Linked DNA regions of Mus musculus: region 1 is linked to region 2. The links are chromatin contacts, called in public HiChIP or PLAC-seq maps. All regions are on one chromosome and are shown on one strand. Each heading gives the region's core, a stretch centred on a gene start, on an enhancer-like site or on the middle of the called end of the contact. The rest is flanking DNA. Distances are from core to core; before and after follow the strand shown.

What was found. HiChIP or PLAC-seq counts read pairs in DNA pulled down with a chosen protein or histone mark.
Region 1: an H3K27ac HiChIP or PLAC-seq map of extraembryonic endoderm stem cells shows a contact between it and region 2. The contact joins the enhancer-like site here to the promoter of Sorbs3 in region 2. A contact is called at or near these places in 12 of 39 promoter capture datasets (the C10 cell line, the HPC-7 cell line, cranial neural crest and 7 more), 2 of 15 datasets of contacts at CTCF or cohesin (CD8 T cells and large pre-B cells), 16 of 484 Hi-C or Micro-C datasets (the MNK3 cell line, the N1E-115 cell line, Sertoli cells and 10 more), 8 of 115 datasets of contacts at active chromatin or transcription factors (bone marrow-derived dendritic cells, embryonic fibroblasts, embryonic stem cells and 4 more) and 3 of 9 other capture datasets (adipose tissue, liver and pancreatic islet).

The regions. Positions count from the first base shown.
Region 1 is chr14:70,238,875-70,245,019 of GRCm38.p6, reverse strand. Ppp3cc (protein phosphatase 3, catalytic subunit, gamma isoform) reads left to right here. Exons shown (of 14, transcript NM_008915.3): 7 at 4,039-4,116; 8 at 4,197-4,291. Among named protein-coding and RNA genes, the nearest start is that of Gm33790, 6.7 kb to the left of the region's middle. Within about 2 kb of position 3,384, at least 144 of the 459 cell types and tissues checked have an H3K27ac peak or open chromatin away from gene starts, as enhancers often do. A contact at or near this core is called in the N1E-115 cell line, Sertoli cells, adipose tissue and 10 more, where this site is marked.
Region 2 is chr14:70,204,891-70,210,700 of GRCm38.p6, reverse strand. Sorbs3 (sorbin and SH3 domain containing 3) reads left to right here and starts at 3,030. Exons shown (of 21, transcript NM_011366.3): 1 at 3,030-3,177. The coding sequence starts at 3,074. It overlaps Gm26908 (a long non-coding RNA gene), which reads right to left. Exons shown (of 5, transcript XR_874791.3): 2 at 3,847-5,337; 3 at 2,689-3,113; 4 at 1,779-1,922.

The sequences.
Region 1 (6,145 bases), core at 2,135-4,634, 34 kb before region 2:
GATATCATCTAGATACTTCCTAACGATCTGACTTTTAAAAGATTTTATTTCTTTATTTTATTATTTCTATATTTTATAGCTGTCTTCAGACACACCAGAAGAGAGCATTGGATCCTATTACAGATGGTTGTGAGCCACCATGTGGTTGCTGGGAATTGAACTCAGGACCTCTGGAAGAGCAGTCAGTGCTCTTAACCACTGAGCCATCTCTCCAGCCTCTTATTTTTATGTGTGTCGGTGCTTTGCCTGTCTGTGTGTGTGTAAACTACATGTGTACCTGGTGCTTGTGGAGACCAGAAGTAGGCATCGGATCCCTTGGATCTGGTAGTTACAGATGATTATGAGCCATCTGGGACGGGGAGGGGTGGGGGCTGCAAAAGAAACCTGGGTCTTCTGCAAGAACAGGAAGTGCTCTTTAGCACTGAGCATGTCTCCTCCCCCTCCCTCTCTCTCTCCCTCTCCCTCCCCCCCCTCTTTTTTTTCTCTCTCTCTTTCTCTCTCTCTATGTATGTATGTATGTATGTATGTATGTATGTACGTACGTACGTACATAATCCCAGTATTTGAGAACAGGCAGGCTGCTGCACAATGTGAGTCCAAGGCCAGCTTCATCTACATAGTGGGTGCCAAGCCAGCCAGGCCTACGCTCTTAGGGTTACTGTTACTGTGACAAAACACTATGACTAAAAAGCAAGTTTTTTGGGGGGGGGGGGCAGGGAGGGTTCATTTGGCTTATCAGATCACAATCCATCATTGGAGTAAGTCAAGACAGGAACTGAACTAGGGCTGGAACCTGGAGGCAGCTGATGGAGAGACCATGGAGGGTGCTGCTTACTGGCTTGCTCCCAGCTTTTGGAACTTCTGCTATTGACCAAAACAAACCAAAACCAAAACCCAGAACACTGATCCAAGCCTAGGACTTTTCCTGGAAGTTATTGTCCTAAAGTTCACATGTGAGCTCTTGGTATGGTTTGCCAAGCCTAAATAAATAAATAAATAAAGTAGAGAAAATAAAGACATTGAAATCTAAACTAATTTTAATTCCACTGTTTTATTATGACAAATTTAGTTCTTTAAAAATCTTGCTAACTGGTTAAGATAATACAGTAATTAAATGATACATATGTATAAAAGAAGCCTTAATTTGCCCCTAAACATTTTTAAAATAATCGTTTTGAATTCTACTCTGCCATCTATCTTTCTAGTGACTTATTTACTGAAACAATTTAACTTTTCCCTCTTATGATGTTGCTTAAGGACTTAGCATTATTGGCCAAATGTCATTTGTTACAGTTCCTGTGGTCACCTGCCAACACCTCTTACAACACAGGCCTTCCACCCAGAAATTCTCCTCCTAACACTTGGCTTGCAGCTATCCCCATACTCACCTGAGTTCCCTGCATCCCAGTCCGTCCTCACAGAGCTCTTATAGCATTGGTGGACACACTTGGCAGAACAACAGATGCACCTGAGCCAGCCCATACGGCGCAGGCTTACAGCTGACATTAGAAGTCATGCGCTGACTCTTGTTTTTAGTCTTTTTTTCTCTTTTGTTTTACGTGTAGGAGTGTTTTGCTCACATGTATGTTTCTGTACCACATGTCTTCCTGGTATCCATGGGGGCCAGAACCCCTAGAACTGGAATTACAGATGTGGGTGCTAAGAACCAAACCCAGATCTTCTCCAAGAGCAGCTCTTAATCACTGAGCCATCTCTCCACCCCCACCTCACAGTTTTGTTTCTGTTTCTGCACTTTTCTGTCAGCAGTCTTTTTCAGTGTTGATAATGGTATCACACAAAGTGCTGTCCAGTGTCCGTGAGCAAAGCAGACTGTAGTGTAACTTACAGAGATTTGTCAAGTGTGAGTTGTGTTCCTGGCCATGAGTTCAATGTTAATGATTCAATCTTATATTTACATAAAATATCATTATGCAAGAAAACATCGGAAACACTTAAGTGGTTGATGAAAATATGGCCAGAGGCTCCTAGGAATCTTAAACCTCATACGGAACCTAGGAACAATGTCTCATGGCATGAATCCTTGGCCGTGGGCTCTACCAGAATTCCACAGCCTCCTACCTCATTCCTAAGGCCTTCTCAAAACTGCTTCACAGTCTATGAATGGCTAACAGACCATTCATTGTTCCTATGCCAGTCAAGAGGGGGACTTCCTGTTCCGAAATTGTGATAATGTCATATATAGGTGATCTTAAAATTATACATTTTCCACTGAGCATAGTAAAAAGAAAATTGCCCCCTTTTTCTCAGACAGGATCCCGTGCATCCCAGGCTGGTCTCAAACTTACTATGTAGGAAAAGACAGCCTTGAACTTCTGCTTCTTCTGTCTCACCTCCCAAGTACTGGGGTTACATGCGCAGCATCCCTAAAATATGGTGTATAGGGGTTGGACCCCGGAATTTGTATGCTGCACAAGCAGTAGACCAGCTTAGTTATATCCCAATTCAAGAAAGAAATACTTTCTAAAAGATAAGTAAGTAACAGCTACAAATTCTGATGGTAATTTTATATCCTAGTTCTTCCTGGTTGTCAAACAGAAGTTCAAAAAAAAAAAGACCATTTTAGGAGTATATGCAGATATCATTAGAGTATGGTGGTCTATAATATTTATATCTACTCCTGAGATAGCCATGCATAGTACTATCTTGCTATTGATATTACATATAAAGTTATAAGTAGATTCTTTTAATTTTTCTAAAGGTTTGATGATTTAAGAAAAGCATGCACTAATTTTGTAGGACCTACTGTATACACATACATGCATACATGGAGTTGTGATACATCTTCGTATCAAAATACCAACATTTTTGATCCTAATACTAGTAGTGTTAAGGTAAAATAAATTAAAAGATGGAGAAACTTTCTATTCTAAGGTGTCTTCTTCAAGTTTGATAGTAGTGTGAAATAGAAATCACTGGTTTCTGAGCTTTTTTTTTTTTTTTTTTAATCGAAATTGAATATAATATACTCGACAGACAGACATAGAGTGTTTTTCCTCTGGGCTGGAGGAGTTACTCATTAGACCTGCTTCCTGTCCTCTCAAGGATTCTCGGAGAGGCCTGGGTTTAAGACGCTCTGAGGAGGGAGGTTGTGAGGGAGGAGCTGGTTTCTGAGCTTTTAATAAAAGTTCAGTCGTAGGGCTGGAGAGATGGTTCCGTGGTTGAGAGCACTGGCTGTTTTTCCAGAAGGCCTGGGTGGAGGCACAATGTTATTGTGCAGTGTTTGAAGATTATCCATGTATTTTTCAAGTGCTGATTTCTCTGCCTCCACGTCTGGTTGCAATCCTGACATGGCATTGTAATACTTACTTTAAGACTCTCCTCCTGCCTCTGTGATGTGATGCTCCTTATTGATTCTCTGGTCTGTCAATAAAAGCTGATCAGCCAATGATTGGGCAGAGGAGGGAATGGGGCTGGACTTCCGATGCCAGCCAGGGGGGAGGGTCGGGGGAGGGGAGAAAGGGCGATGGGAAGTGGGATTCACTCAGAGGAGAGGGAGGGTGGAGGGGACCTTGAGAACACACCTGGAGCTGAGCGACCCAGAGCAGTGCTAAAATACAAGGATCTTGGGGGTTCGGGCTGGGAGGGAGCCAGAATATTTTAGAGGATTAAAACAGATTAATATTGACCAGCTATTGTGGTGTAAAGCTTGATTAAACAAGACTTACAGTATCATCTCATTGATTTGGAAGCTAGTCAGGGTAAAGAAAAAAATTATCACTCTGATGGCTCTAACACCTAGGTTCAGTTCCCAGCGCTCATGGTGGTTCGTAATTGTCTGTAACTCCAGAGTCATGGGATCTGCCACCCTCCTTTGGCCTCTGTGGGAACTAGACCCTCAGATGGTGCATATCCATACAAGTAGGCAAAAGCCTCATAGAATAAAGTAAATCTTTAAAATTGCAGAGTCCATAGTCTCTGTAATCTTAAAACAACTCTCAGATTGGGTGTTCTGTTTCTTCCTATTAAAACATAACTGCTATAATTCCATATTTAGGTTTTTCTCATTTTCTTTTTCAGTTACCCTGCAGTTTGTGAATTTTTACAGAACAACAGTTTATTATCAATAATCAGAGCCCATGAAGCCCAGGATGCGGGGTAGGTTGCACTTAGACCTCACCTTCCTGCAGATTTTACTTTTAGTGTAAAAATGCCTGAGTTCATATCTCCTTTTTCAGGTACCGAATGTATAGGAAGAACCAAGCAACTGGCTTTCCGTCACTTATTACGATTTTCTCTGCCCCTAATTACCTAGATGTCTATAACAATAAAGGTAAAGAAGTCCAGCAATATCTTAGTGTGAATTGTTAGTAACTGTGAGCTCTACTTTAATTTTGTGTTTTATTTTATTATTGTGTTCATTTGCTTATTTTTATTTTTTGGCTCTGTGGATGGAACCCAGGTCCTTGTGTTTGTGAAGCAGGCACTCTACCCCTGAGCTATATCCTGGACACCTATTTTTAAGTACAAAATTCAGTCAGATAAGAAGGTCTTGGGTAAGGGGTGAGGCTTTGTAGTAAAGCATGTGTTTAGCATGGGGAAGGCCTTAGCGACACTCTCTGGTATCTTACTCTGCTCTGCACCAGCTCCCCAAGAATCTGACATCTCTACCTCTCTCTCCCCAACTCCTCTTCTGATTTGTTCTGTTTTGAGACAAGGTTTTGCTATGTAATGCAGACTGGCTTTGAACTTGGGGTCCTCGTGCTTCATCTCCCAAGTGTTAGGGTTACAGGTATGCACTCCCATTCCTAGATGAAGAAGAGATCTTATTGGGAAAAAAAGGTCAGTAAGTTTAGAATGTAAGCTGCTGCTTGTCCTTCATCTCCTGAGAGATTAGGCTCTTTGGGAGCATATTTGTTTAGTATTTTAAAATGGGATCTCACTGTACAACCCAGACCAGCTTCAAACTCCCACCCTACTTTGGCCTCCCTAGTGCTGGGATTAAACATCCACCATCATACCTGGCTCTCCATTAGGTGGGTGGTTGGTTGGTTTGGAGACAGGGTTTCTCTGTGTAGCCCTGGCTGTCCTGGAACTCACTCTGTAGGCCAGGCTGGCCTAAATTTGAAGATTCACCTGCCTCTGCCTCCTAAGTGCTGGGGTTAAAGGTGTGAGCCACCACTGCCCCAGTTTTGTTTCATTTAAATCTGAGACTGAGAGCTGGAGAGATGGCCCTGTGTTTTAAGAGCACTGGCTGCTCTTTTTACAGGACCTAGGAGAAGTTTCAGGGGACCCAACACCATCACACAGACATGCATGCAAGCAAAACAACAATATGCATAAAATTAAAAATAAGTTGTTTTTTAAAAATCTGAGACTATCCTTCAGTGGTTTTTCTTTCTCTTTTAATCTTGTGCTCTGTTAGGACCTAGAGCCTTACTCTTGTTAGGAGGTATTGGGCGCTGAGTTCCACTCCCAGCCCTGATCACTCACTCCATAAAAACAGATCCTCCCTCCCCTAGCCTTAGCTTTATCAGCTTTATCAACTGCTCCAGGCTGTCCTCTACTCCTGACTGTCCAACTGGGCTCTGCACCACCTTTACTGTGTTCTCATTTCTTTTCCCTAGATTTCATGGGTATTAGCAGCTTGGGTTTTTTTTTTTTTTTTTCTAGTTTCCTTTCTTATCAAGTATACATACTTTGTTTTAAGCATCCTCAAGGATAGTTGTGCCCCTATGCCTCGTTTTGTGAGGCACTCTCTTCCTTCTCCCTTTTTAGCACCACTGTTGAGATCATCTGTGGAAAGCCTTGGGGCTCCCAGTGTGCTTAGCTGAGACCTGCACTCACATACGCACTTGCTAATACCTTACCAAGAAATACCTTTATTTTATTTTGTTTTATACATATTTTTTGAGACAGAGTTTCTCTATGCTGCTCTGGCTGTCCTGGAAATTACTATGTAGACCAGGCTGGCCTCAGACTCACAGAAAGCTGCTGCTGCTAACTTCCAAGTGCTGGGATTAGAGACATATGTACTACCACCCAACAGTTTACAAATGCCTCTTTAGTTCTGAGAAGAACTCTCGCACCTTCTTCCTCCTATGGCTGCTTTTCCTGTCATTTGTTTTCTTATTTTTTTGAGACCTAGGCCAGATGACCTTTGAATTTGCTTTGTTGTCTACAATGG
Region 2 (5,810 bases), core at 1,781-4,280:
ATAACCCAGAAAACAGTCTTTACAAAGCACAAAAATACATTTTACGATAGTCATTTACTAAGTTTTCATATGATCTGGGAAAAGTCAGAAGCTCAAAGGGAGTTGATGAAAAGCTGTACTCCTAAGCTTAGCAGTACCAGAACAGCCTTGGAGTCCTCTGCAAAGCAAACAGATCCCAGGGGGCTGGGAATTCACAAGAGCAGATAAGCATGGCTGCACAGCTTGGGGGTGGAGACAGGGAAAGGCTGAGGCCCTGGACAGGGACTTGGAAAGATTATGGCAACAGAGGTGGAAAGGCTAAATCCAGGTCTGCTGCATCCAAATAGCAACATTGACATCAAATACAGCCACAGTGTGCAATTTTAAGACCAGAAAAATGAGCCCGGATTTTTTAACTGCACAAAAGCCAAGTGAGCATTTTATGTTGTTACCCCAGTGACATCCTGAGTTAACAGTGGCCTTATCCCTTAGCTAAAGCCCCAGTGAGATGAGGTAATGTTTGCCCTTATTTACAGAGTCGTGGGAAGCTGTTTCAGAGCCTAGGAAAGAAGGATGAGACACTGAGTCACACTGACCCCTGCTAGATTGAGATCTAATCCCTACTTTGTTGTCTGCTCTGGGTAATTAGATGGCTTCACTCCTTCCTCCTCCTCCTCCTCCTCCTCCTCCTCCTCCTCCTCTTCTTCTTCTTCTTCTTCTTCTTCTTCTTCTTCTTCTTCTTCTTCTTCTTCTTCTTCCTCCTCCTCCTCTTCCTCCTCCTCCTCCTCTTCCTCCTCTTCCTCCTCCTCCTCCTCTTCCTCCTCTTCTGCTTCCTCCTCTTCACTTTTTAAAAGATCACAACTCTTAAGATTTTATTTGCAAAGCTTACTCTTGATAGTGCATTGGTCACTTAGAGGTAAATTGAGTCTTACTGCTAATACAGTGGAGACAGACAGTTTATCATAGAACTCAAGGAGGCCAGAAGACAGGCTAGCCTTTGTTTGGATAGCAGCACTCTATCATGGTACCCTCTGGCCGGCCAGTCAGCTCTCTGACTCCCTTATCTCAGTTTCCCTGAGCTGGGATGGAAGGCTGAGGCCGACCCAATTTTCCAGGCCCTGGTTCTTTGCCCTTGTCTGTGGCTGACTTGACTTCCATTCCCTCTGAGGGCATCACTCTGCAAAGTCTGCTTTCTCGAGACCTGTCACCTACTTGCTCCTTCCATCCTTTTGTAAGAACCAAAGGAAGCCTGTCTAGGTTGGTCCTTCTCAGGCATTCCTGTCTGGCCATGGCATCTGTTTGTTTATCCACGAAAAGGGACGCATGGTGGATGTGATGTCAGTCAGTGTCCAGGCCTCCTGGAGGACAGACTGGATAAACTGGGCAGGAACTGATTCTTTTCACTGCCTTTGGGGTTTAGATGCCAGGAAACATGAGATGCCCATGATATGTGTGCTATGAAAATATTTGCTCAAAGCAGGCCTGAAATCTCCAGGCTCTTGTTCTTGTGGGGTTTTACATACCTGTCCTTGCTTCCAGGTCTGACATTGACCTGCCTTGACCTGCCCTGTGTTTTTTTATTGTTGTTGCTTCCCTTAGAGTTCCTTCACTTTGCAGTGACTAACCCCCTCCCCCCCCCCAAAAAAAAACCTCAGACTTCCAGATAGACCAGTGTGTAAGAGGGCCCTTGGAGCCCCAAAGTGGGTCATTTCACTTCCCTCCCTTGCTTGCCCCTGTTCTCATGAGTGATTGGCATAGGTGGGCCCATTGATAGAGCTTAGTTGGCAGTACTGCCAGACCTGGAATCAGGAGATGGCCCCAGGGATGAAACAGAGTCGAGATCTGTGCTAGTATATCTATGGTGACTTGGCTTCAGCTCCTCACTGCTGGGTTGGTTACGGACTCTAGAAGAGTCCGTGTGTTCTTGGCTACTCCCTTCTGATCTGTAGAAAGAGAACACTCTTCTAAGAGCACAAACCAAAAAGGACATGAAAGCCTACCTCAAGAATGTACTGAAGTTTGTCCTAGGGAAGGAACTAGCCGGTGCCTTTCTACCGAACAGGAAGGTCAGGCCTGCAGCAGAGATGTCAGTGTCTCATCCAAATGCTAGACTGTCCTGGACACTAATTGTGATTGAGACTAATTGGTAGTCACTTGACTAATGGTACTTTGAGTTGGTGGCGGAGGACAAGAGGACTATGGGGCTGAGGGGTGGGGGAATGTGCATAGGACAGAATTGGCTGCCTGGGGCTGGGTGGGGCTCCTGGTGACTGGGATCAGATAGCTAGAAAAAACAGAGCAGTTACGTAACTGTGTTTACATGGGCTCAGGTGGCTGTGGCAACCATGGCAGTCCTTGACCCAAGGCCATGCTGGAGGGGTGCAGGCAGCCGACTACTAGGGAAGGAGGTCCCTCTTGAGCAGAAGGGTGTGCAGGAGACAGAGCATGGCATACTGACCAGGGCTGCACTATCTGGGACAATGTTACCTGGCTCTAATGTGCCACTGGAAGCTACTCAGGGTGAGGCAGGCAGGCAGCAGCCAGCTACAGCTAGGGGGAGGGGTCAGGAAACCAGACACCTGGCTCTCTAAGTCCAGTCTCTGAATTCTTGCTACATTTTTCTCCCTAATCTTCTTAAAAGAGGAAGAATTCTCCCTAAATCTGGGCAGAAAAGAGGGCAGGAGATTATTTAAGTTTCCTTGGACTTACCTGCCCTGCGGTCCTAGCGCCTCGTGCCTCCGTGTTTTGTAAAGCCATCCGAATACTTGTGAACACAGTGAGCTCCAACCTGAGAGGTGGCGAGCCAGCCCCGGCCTGACTGACAAAGCAGAGCTGCAGCAGTTCAGCCCTCCATTGCCACCCTCCCCGTTCCTCCCAACCTACATCCTCCAAGACTGTTTACTAGACTCCCCATCCCCATAGAGATGGGACTGGTAGCCAGTCCTCAGCTCCCTTGCCCACACTGTGCCTTCTCTTGTGAGAAACAGGAAGTTGGGACCTTCGGCAGCTCAGCGGCACCCTCTACATTAAATATTTATCTTGGAGTCCAGGTCAGAGCCTTAGAGCCTAAGAAGTTCACTGCTGGTGAAGGGGGATGGCCAGGATTCTTGGAGTGGGAAGATCTTCAGCTTCGTCTTTGAACAACAAAGAAGACAATGAAAGTGATGTAGCCCTTCTTAGTCCCAAGGACCCTAACAGGTGGGAAAACTTTAAAGAGGGACATGGGTAGTACTTTTAATCCCCTGGGGGAGGGGGAGGCTGCTTCCCTGGAATGGGTGGATAATCAAGTGGCAGAGAGGCTGTGTACAGCTGCCTGACCTCAAAGAGGGTCTCAGAGCTCCTCCACTCCTCCATCTCTCTCCCTTCAGCTTTCCTACCTCCGCCCCTCCCACAAACACCGTGTACTGTGTAATACCTACATCCGTTAAAAACACCTCACGTATGCGAATCAGAGCCCTGTTAGCAGGTTTACATCTCTGGAAGCCTATGAAACTGCTTCCTGAAGACTCCCCACTCATGGGAGCTCTGGCACGCTCATCTCTTGAGCTGTCCTTGACCTAAGTTTCCCGGGAGGTGGGGGTGGGTTTTGTTTGCGGGCACCACAAACAGTTCTTCCCCCACAACTGGGAAAATGTGAAGCTAATAAGAGGTGAGCGTGCTAGGGGCTGTGATGTCCTGGGAAACACTAACTCCAGGTGGCTCAGGCACCAATTAAAAGGCAGTAGGTGTCATTTACCATACTCAGCAGTGGACCAGAAACCGTTTTTTTTACCGGTTGATTTGTTGGGGACTTGGGTTCGCAGTGAATCCTAGGCTAGGAGTACTCCAGGGTTTCCATTGTCAGTAAACATTTGCCCTGGCACCTACCAGCAGAAGACTGGACGAGGAGGGGAGGAGGGAGGGCCAGAGAGAATGGGGAGCCAGTGGGCGGTGTCCTTCAGATCTGCGTCAGCAGTCAGCACTGTAGGAACAGCGGAAAAGCAGGATCAAAACAAATACGGTGAATGGGAACACCAAGACCCTCTTAACCTCATCCCCGCCCAAAGGGCCCCACCCTTATCCTCTTCAATGCTGTGGCACGTCCAGGGAGCCGGTCGATTCCCTCCCCCAAACTTTGCACGTGTGTGTGAGCATCCTCACGTTTGCCAGTACACGAGTGTTTGCAAACGCCTGGTCAGTGCGCTTAGGTCTAACAAGCATGAACTCTCTCTCCCCAAGCGGGTGTTGCCTTGTTCCTGGGCCACCGTGACTTATCTCGGTCCCAGCCTGTCTGCCTCCGGGCCTGTCTCCTGCCTCTCCAAGGCCGAGGGCTGCGTATCTAATTCCGGCCCCACCCGGGCTCTGGCACTCAGGGACCATTCGGTTAATCACTCCTGCCCTGTGTCCTGGCTCTTGTGGAGCAGCTCGCTTCCCACACCCTGGAAATGTCGCTGGAAACTCTGAGTGGCCCCCGCCAGCCCTCCCGCCCCTTTCTGACTCCAGCTTTGCGGTGGGGGCCGGGGAAGGCATCTGGGAAACCCAGCGGGCTCCCGGGGGACCCTCGGTGGCCCCTCCCGGCACCGCCTCCTGGACAGCCCGGCCCCTTGGGCAAGGGGCCACAGTGTTCCCGTGGCGCGTCGCCGGACAGAGGGCACTCGCGGGAGTGAGTGAGGGAGTAGCAGGCATCTCCACTTTACTCCAGCATAGCCCCGGCTCACAGTTCAAATCCAAGTCCCAAACTCCTCCTGCCGCATTCATCTCAGGGTCCTGCCTCCTAGCGCGCCCCCTCGGCCGCTCTCTTCCTTGTTGGGCGCCGAGCCTGGCCCAGCGTCCTGACCAGTCACGAGGGCCGTGACCACCCGCACTTTTCCCTGCCCTCTTTCCCCGAGGGCTCGCCGCGGCTGCTCCAGGCAGAAGCGGGCTGGGATGCTCCTGCCCTCCTGGGCAGCCCCAAGCCCCCCCACCTGCTCGCCGGGGGAAGGTAGGTTCAGCGATGCAAAGGGGCGGGAAGGAGGCAAGACATAGCCTGGCGTGGACCGGAGCGAAGGCGTAGAGTCCCTCCCTCCGTGTCCTGGTCTCTGAGGTTGTACAAACCAGAAAAGGTGAATTTGAAACCCCCTGACCCTGTTAGTGGGGAGCTATAGTTTGATAAGACCTGGAAAGGCAGAGAACGACGTCCCCACCATCAAGGCCTCACTCAGATGGGAAGGAGTCCACCAAACCTGGACGTTCTTCATTCTTCTAGGGGTCTGCTGGAATGCAGGGGCTGCCTGGATTCTGGGAACTCACCAGAGGTGTCCGTTTTATGCTAGACAGATACCAATTCCCCAGGAGACCTCTGTCTTCCTTAGGTTCTGCCAAATGTCTCCAGGCAGCCTGCTGGGAGAAAAACCAGGACCACCATGGGGGGCCCTATCCTAACCTCGAGTATTCCCAGGAGCTCAGTGGGAGGGGAGCCGATGGAGGTATCCTAGGGTCAGTAGCTCCTGAAACAAGGTGGTGATGGAGAACTGGTCCTTTTTCCCTAGAGAGGACACTTCTGGATTTGCTGGGAGGGTGGGACACAGTGACATTAGGGAAGGAAGGCCTGTCAGCTGATGGGTGCAACTGCTGATGCCGAAGGCAGTTTGGCCTCAAGCCCTCAGCCGGGCAGGGAGGGGTAGCACACAGCCGGTGTGCCCAGGCTTCCTGGGTCATCAGTCTGCCTGGCTTCACTTTCCCCTGGAGGAAGTCCGAGAGTCGGCAGGCAGCAGCGGTGAGGGCTGCGGGAACGGGTGGCGGGAACGGGTGTGTGTTTGTATGGTTAGCTTTTTGGTAAGAGCTTTAATTGAATCCAGCTGGTGGGCTGCACC